2 separate regions of the Ovis aries genome follow, and region 1 is linked to region 2. A link is a contact called in public Hi-C data. All regions are on one chromosome and are shown on one strand. Each heading gives the region's core, a stretch centred on a gene start, on an enhancer-like site or on the middle of the called end of the contact. The rest is flanking DNA. Distances are from core to core; before and after follow the strand shown. Region 1 overlaps RBFOX2 (RNA binding fox-1 homolog 2). Region 2 has its middle 9.1 kb from the start of MB.

What was found. A called contact is a pair of places that touch in the nucleus more often than the background predicts.
Region 1: a Hi-C map of muscle shows a contact between it and region 2, with 6 times the contacts expected there. The contact joins two enhancer-like sites. A contact is called at or near these places in 6 of 16 Hi-C or Micro-C datasets (hypothalamus, liver, muscle and 2 more).

What each region holds. Positions count from the first base shown.
Region 1 is chr3:179,620,865-179,624,129 of ARS-UI_Ramb_v3.0, forward strand. All of the region lies in intron 2 of RBFOX2 (RNA binding fox-1 homolog 2), which reads right to left. Among named protein-coding and RNA genes, the nearest start is that of RBFOX2, 180 kb to the right of the region's middle. Within about 2 kb of position 1,952, at least 13 of the 54 cell types and tissues checked have an H3K27ac peak or open chromatin away from gene starts, as enhancers often do. A contact at or near this core is called in liver and muscle, where this site is marked.
Region 2 is chr3:179,440,597-179,443,860 of ARS-UI_Ramb_v3.0, forward strand. No RefSeq gene overlaps it. Among named protein-coding and RNA genes, the nearest start is that of MB, 9.1 kb to the left of the region's middle. Within about 2 kb of position 1,890, at least 38 of the 54 cell types and tissues checked have an H3K27ac peak or open chromatin away from gene starts, as enhancers often do. A contact at or near this core is called in liver and muscle, where this site is marked.

The DNA of each region.
Region 1 (3,265 bases), core at 702-3,201, 180 kb after region 2:
TGTGAGTTTACACTGGAGCGCTTATCCATTAGGTCCAATTAAAAAGAGCTTGGTTTAGCCTTCAGGCCCAACCTATCTAATAAGATAAACTGGGGTTTGTCACTTCCTTTAACCCTAAGCATTTCTGTCAAAACCACAACTTAGGAGCTAATTACTAGAGAAATGGCTGTCTGAAAGAAAAAATTAAGTGCCATGAAAACAAAACAAACCAAACTGAGAAACCAAATAGTACTGATAATTCAGAATTAATTATATCGACCATTTTTGTTTTCCTAGTCTAGATTTTCAGCACAATCAATATTTCAAAGAATTACAACATATGAAAAATAACCTAGTTCAATCTCTTTATTTTATATACAAGTAAAGTGAAGTCAAGAAAAATGAAGTTATTTGAACATGAATATGGAGGTTTAATACCATAGCTTGAATCAGAATCCATAATCCTTCAACTTCATTCACTATATTGCTACTAACTTAAAGGCAAATAGTTATTCAAGAGTATGGCTGATAAAGGCCTAAATTTTTATGATTCTGGATTTCAACAAGTAAATAACTAAAATGGCAATATCACAGAATAATCTAAAATGCTCAGTGTGGATAGAGCGCCCTCTACTGTATATTACCTCTCTGACAACTACGGCAACAGTTAGAAACTGCCATCTGTGTATCTAGTCTACTCAAAATGAGCCTGAAGTTACTATAATATATACTGTGGCTTAGTTATGTTACAACTATAATGCCAGGCCCAGTATTTAAAACATACATACATACATGTGGGTTAGGTAACCACCCTTCCCCCTGCCACACACACACACACAAGAATCTCTGAAGCTTCAGAACTTGTAAGACTGAAAGCAACCACCTCCCTGCCCAGCCGTCAATACTATAAATATCAAACTTCCTGTTATAGCAAATTAGCAAATAACTTTGGGAAATCTATGCTCTGAATGGTACCAGGTCAGAAGACAGGAAACTTATAAGCATTTCATCCCACCATAAAATTCTCACTTCAGTCAATCACTATCTAGAAAACAAGTTACAACCCTCAGCTTACCTGGACAACAGGATACTGATAATCCATACAATATACACCATACATAGCAAAGGGGGAAAAGATCTTCAGATAAAGACAGTACAGAAAGTATTTAAGCTTCTGCCTTGTTTGGTGTGGGTGTCCTGTCCAAAGGAACCTGGAAACACCAAAAAATCCTTGGCTGACTTCCAGCCTACGCAGATAAGTATGTTGACTCAGATGACGAGGAAAGAGCTTGGCTCAGCCCAGGCTTCCACCCCAATAAGACTCTACACTACACAAAAGAAATGTTCAAGGAAAAGCAGACAGTTCCAAACGGAGTTACTAGCTATAGACTGAAAACTACACTAGAGGTTTGCTGTTACTGTTGATTTTAAACTGACAACTTCTCCAGAAACTCAAGAGGTAGAGAATGACAGCCAAGGACGGATCGTAGGCTCCTTAAAGTGGCACAAAGAACGGTAGGAAGCACAAGGTATCCAGGATCCAAAGTGATATATATATTCCAGGCTTTAAATACGTCAGAGGGAACACTCCCAATCCAGGAGGTGGAAAAGCAAATGGGACTCGTATTATTTCCCTACTTCTTCTGGGGCGGGGACTGCGCACACGCACATGCACGTACACACACATACACACACACACACACACCCTTCTCACTGTCTCCGGCACAGACAGGTGTTAGGATTAACAGTATAAAATCCTTCTGCTGTGGAAAGAAATGGGAAAGAAATGAAGTCACACTGCTAGAGGCAGTGAAAGGAGCTCTTTCATGACACTGTATGTTTTTGTATCATTTAACATCTCCTCTGCTGGGCTCCAGCAGAAGCGCGGACAGCTGGCAGGATCAGCACAAGAAAAGAGGAAGGTGGCCCCGACTCTGAGGCAACATGAGTCCACTGGAGACCTTCAGATATGCCAGAGACTCTCTCAGCTGTTCCAGTCAAACATGGAAGGATTAAGTGCGGCTGCCTGCAGAAAGGTGGGGGTGGAAAGGTCTTTTCAGAAAAGCCAGTTGCTCTTCCCCTTTTAGGAAGCTGCTATACCCACCCTACCATTATATACAAACACACATGTGCACACATATTTCTATAACAGATATTAAAAGCAGTAACAAACACAGACAGGTGTTTGGTCAGTCTGACAATGTAGGGCAGGTTAAAGAGTTGGCTTTCAGAGCTTAAACGGCCCTGTAAAACCAGGGAACTGCTCAGCAATTCTTAGAAAATTGAATGTAGAGTGAGCAGAAAGTAAAGATAAATGCTCAGTAAGAGAGGCACATTTATAACTATCATTGCTAACAAATCCCCTAGTTGGGGTAAACATTCAAAAGTTCAAAATGATAAATAATTCTAAATTAGTTTCGGGGGCTCTGATCTCCCTAGTCTTAGAGAGAGAGTAATACTGTAACATGTTTTACTAAGATTAACCCATGAGGATTATCTGCAACTGTGAGGCGTTTGTAAGAGTTAAGTCTTACCAAGTCCATTCCACCCCCAGTGCAGTTTTTCTCCTTTTATGGTCACTGCAATTTATTTCAGTATTGTTCAGGAGAAACTGCTTTTTAAGAGTCAAAATGGCCTTAGTACGTTTAAGATAGATATCTTGGTTAAGCATTTACATTAATTCGGTTCTTAGAGATCAGGTGGACCACTGCAATGTACTAGATTATCTTTGCACTGCTGGTACTGATTCTATGTGTATTACACATAAGGGACAATAATAAACCAATCCAGTATAATTAAAAAATTTACTGCCCTATTATACACAAGGTATTGTGCTAAGCAATGGAGAAATGAACAGGCACAGTTTTGTTGTCAAGGAATTTGCAGCTTGTGGGAGAATAGACAAGTACACAGGTAAAACCAAAAGGCAAAACAATGCTACAGCTCCAAAATTAAACATGTGAGCAATTTCTCACTCAGATAATGATATTTTTTAAATGCTGCTCTTAATGAACACTTCCACAGTGTCACTTTCTTACCACTAAAACTATGCGACCCTGCTTCAATTCTTAACAGAGATTGTCTGAGCCTGGCCTGTAACAAACATTCTACTTGTCCCAAGAGTCCCTTGGACTGCAAGGGGATCAAACCAGTCAATCCTAAAGGAAATCAAACTTGAATTATTCATTGGAAAGACTGATGCTGTAGTTGAAGCTCCAGTACTTTGGCCACCTGATGCAAAGAGCTGACTCACTGGAAAAGACCCTGATGCTGGGAAAGTTTGAAT
Region 2 (3,264 bases), core at 640-3,139:
CTGCATTGGAAACACCACACTAGTTGCATGGGGATAATGTAAGGGGTGAGGGAAGTGGAGGCAGGAGCCATTTCTTCACAACATTTCCTTCTGAAAGTTCTCATGAAGCTAAGTTCAAAATGCAAAAAGGAGTACGTCAAAGCTATTTACTGACATCCTGCTTATTTAAATTATATGCAGAGTACATCATGAGAAATGCTGGGCTGGATGACTGACAAGCTGGAATCAAGATTGCTGAAAGAAATATCACTAACCTCAGATATGCAGATGACATCACCCTTATGGAAGAAAGCAAAGAACTAAAGAGTCTCTTGATGAAAGTGAAAGAGGAGGGTGAAAACATTGGCTTGAAATCCAACATTCAGAAAACCAAGATCATGGCATCCGGTCCCATCACTGCATGGCAAATAGATGGAGAAACAATGGAAAAAGTGAGAGACTTTATTTTTGGGGGATCCAAAAATAAAAAACTTTATCTTCCTGGACTCCAGAATCACTGCAGATGGTGACTACAGCCATGAAATTAAAAGACGCTTGCTCCTTGGAAGAAAAGCTATGACCAATCTAGACAGCATATTAAAAAGCAGAGATATTACTTTGCCAACAAAGGTCCATCTAGTCAAAGCTATGGTTTTTCCAGTGGTTATGTATGGAAATGAGAGTTGGACCATAAAGAAGGCTGAGAGCTGAAGAATTGATGCTGTCGAACTGTGGTGTTAGAGAAGCCTCTTGAGAATCCCTTGAACTGCATGGAGACCAAACCATTGTAAAGGAAATCAACCCTGAATATTCATTGAAAGGACTGATGCTGAAGCTGAAATTCCAATACTTTGGACACCTCATGCGAAGAACTGAGTCATTTGAAGAGACCCTGTTGCTGGGAAAGATTGAAGGCAGGAGGAGAAGGGGACGACAGAGGATGAGATGGTTCGATGGCATCACTAACTCAATGAAGGTGAGTTTCAGCAAACTCTGGGAGATACTGAAGGACAGGGGAGCCGGTGTGCTGCAGTCCATGGGGTTGTAAAGAGTTGGTCACGACCTAGCAACTGAACAACAACAACAAGTTAAACAAATTTTAACGTGACCGTCTTATACCCACCACCGAAATTCTATCAACATTTTACTAAACCAGTTTTCTCCGCTATCTAGCCAGCCTTCCATGCCTCCAATCTTATTTCCGAGGCCTTTCAAAGCAAACTGCAAACAACTGTCCATCCACTTCTTCCTAAATACTTCAGCATGCATGTCATTAGTGAGAATTCTGTTTGCGTTTTTTTCTTTTGATGTAAAATTTACATCCAATGAAATCCACACAACTGAAGCCGACTCTTGCTGAGTTTTGATAAATTTATACACCTGTGTAATGTGAACCCCTATCAGGATATAGAACGCTATTATCATCACTCCCAAAAGTAGTTCCCACAGGCCCTTTCCCGGTCAGTCCCCGCTCCCCGCCCCCGCCCCCGCCCCACGCCCCTGGCCAGGCAACCGCTGTCCAGCCAATTTGGTTTGTATAAACCACTCGCGGGGAAAAGTGAAAGTCGCTCAGTCGTGTCCGACTCTTTGTCACCCGGTGGACTGTACAGTCCATTTCTCCAGGCCAGAATACTGGCATGGATAGCTGTTCCCTTCCCCAGGGGATCTTCCCAACCCAAGGATGGAATCCACGTCTCCTGCATTGCAGGCGGATTCTTTACCAGCTGAGCCACAAGGGGCACCCGTTAAGGGCCACCTCTGGGTTGAGGGAGAGGCGAGGCGGAGGGGCGAGGGGGAAGAGGGGACTGGCTCCACAAGGGACGCTGGGGACGCCGAGATGAGCTGAGAGGCCAGCATAGCGCCGGCAGCCCGAGCTGAGTTTCTGGCTGAATTAACTGAGCAGATGGTGGCGCTATGTACTAAGGCGGGCGGGGTACCGGGGAGGAGGGGATGGAGAATGACTCTCCCTGGGTTCCGTAGCATTTTGGGCGTCTGTGAGACATCTGTCTAGCAGGCCTAAGGCGACACACGCGTCCCCGAGGCTTGCACTGTCGAGATGGCATCGGAGAAGTGGTGGCCGGGCTTCTCCAGAATCTCCGTCTTTCCCCCCGCCCAGCCCCGGCACCCACAGGACTCCGGCGCCCAGAAAGGAGAACGGGCCCCTCCTCCGCGGATCCGCAGGCCACAGCCCTGCTTTCCCCGAGGCCGCCGCGGGAGGGCGGTGGGGAAGGCACTGGGGCGGCGAGTTCTGGCTGGCGGGATCCAGACAGGAACCCTCACTCCCGACTCCCGAAGGCGGGCGAGGAGGCAGGGAAGGCAGGCTCCGCAGCCCACCTGGGCGGTGCCTCCCTTCCCTCCTCCCTCGCAAGCGTCCTGCAGTCGAATACTTCCTCTCTAGCGCCTGCCGCCCACCTCTTTCCAAATTCCTCTTCCCTCCCCTTTAAAAACTACGAAAGCCCAGGTCTTAGCTACTCAGCTCTTCAGGGAGGAGGCCATTTGGTCCGCTTCTCCTGCGAGGACAATGGAAACAGAGAAACAAAAGTGAAACCTGACCCTCAATCCCAGACCGCAGTCGGGTCTCCTAGACTACCTAAAATCAAACGCAGCTCACCCTAGCAAAGGCATTTCTTTCTTAAAAACCCCCTTGGGCAACAGGAGATATTCCTCTTTCCCCTGAGCAAGACTTGGACTTACTCCTTGGGAGTTAAGGAATTCTGATTCTGCTAAGAGAGGCCTTGTCCCCACACCCACCCTCTCGGGCTGCAGCACAGAACATCCTGAATTTGCCTGGCCATTTGGAGAATCATCTCATCAGACACAGGACCAGAGGGTGAGCTGTTAGTGTACATGAAGTGGCGGGGATCACCCCAGGAGAGAATGTGAGGGAAGAGGAGAAGGACCCCAAGGAACACCCCAACATTTAAGAATTGAGAAGGGGAAGAGGAGCTAGAGATGGAAACTTCCAAGGATGATGGGGACCCTGGGAGATTATGGGGGCTGGGGAGTGACAGGGTCAGGATTGCATATAGAGGATGGTTGGAAGAGAAGTCTTGTGGGACGCGAGGATGAATATTAAGGACTCTTTATGCACCAGATGTGGGTCAGGGCTGAACCACAAATATGGAGGCATTCATGTATTACAGCACTAGCCACTATAAAAATACCCCCCAAATCTCAGTGGCTTGTTAGAACTTCACAGTGGCTCCATGGGTTTGGATCCCATTTACCTCACTATCCAGTGCAAGTGGAGAGAGGACTTTGCTTCACGCAGTGATTCGGAGACCC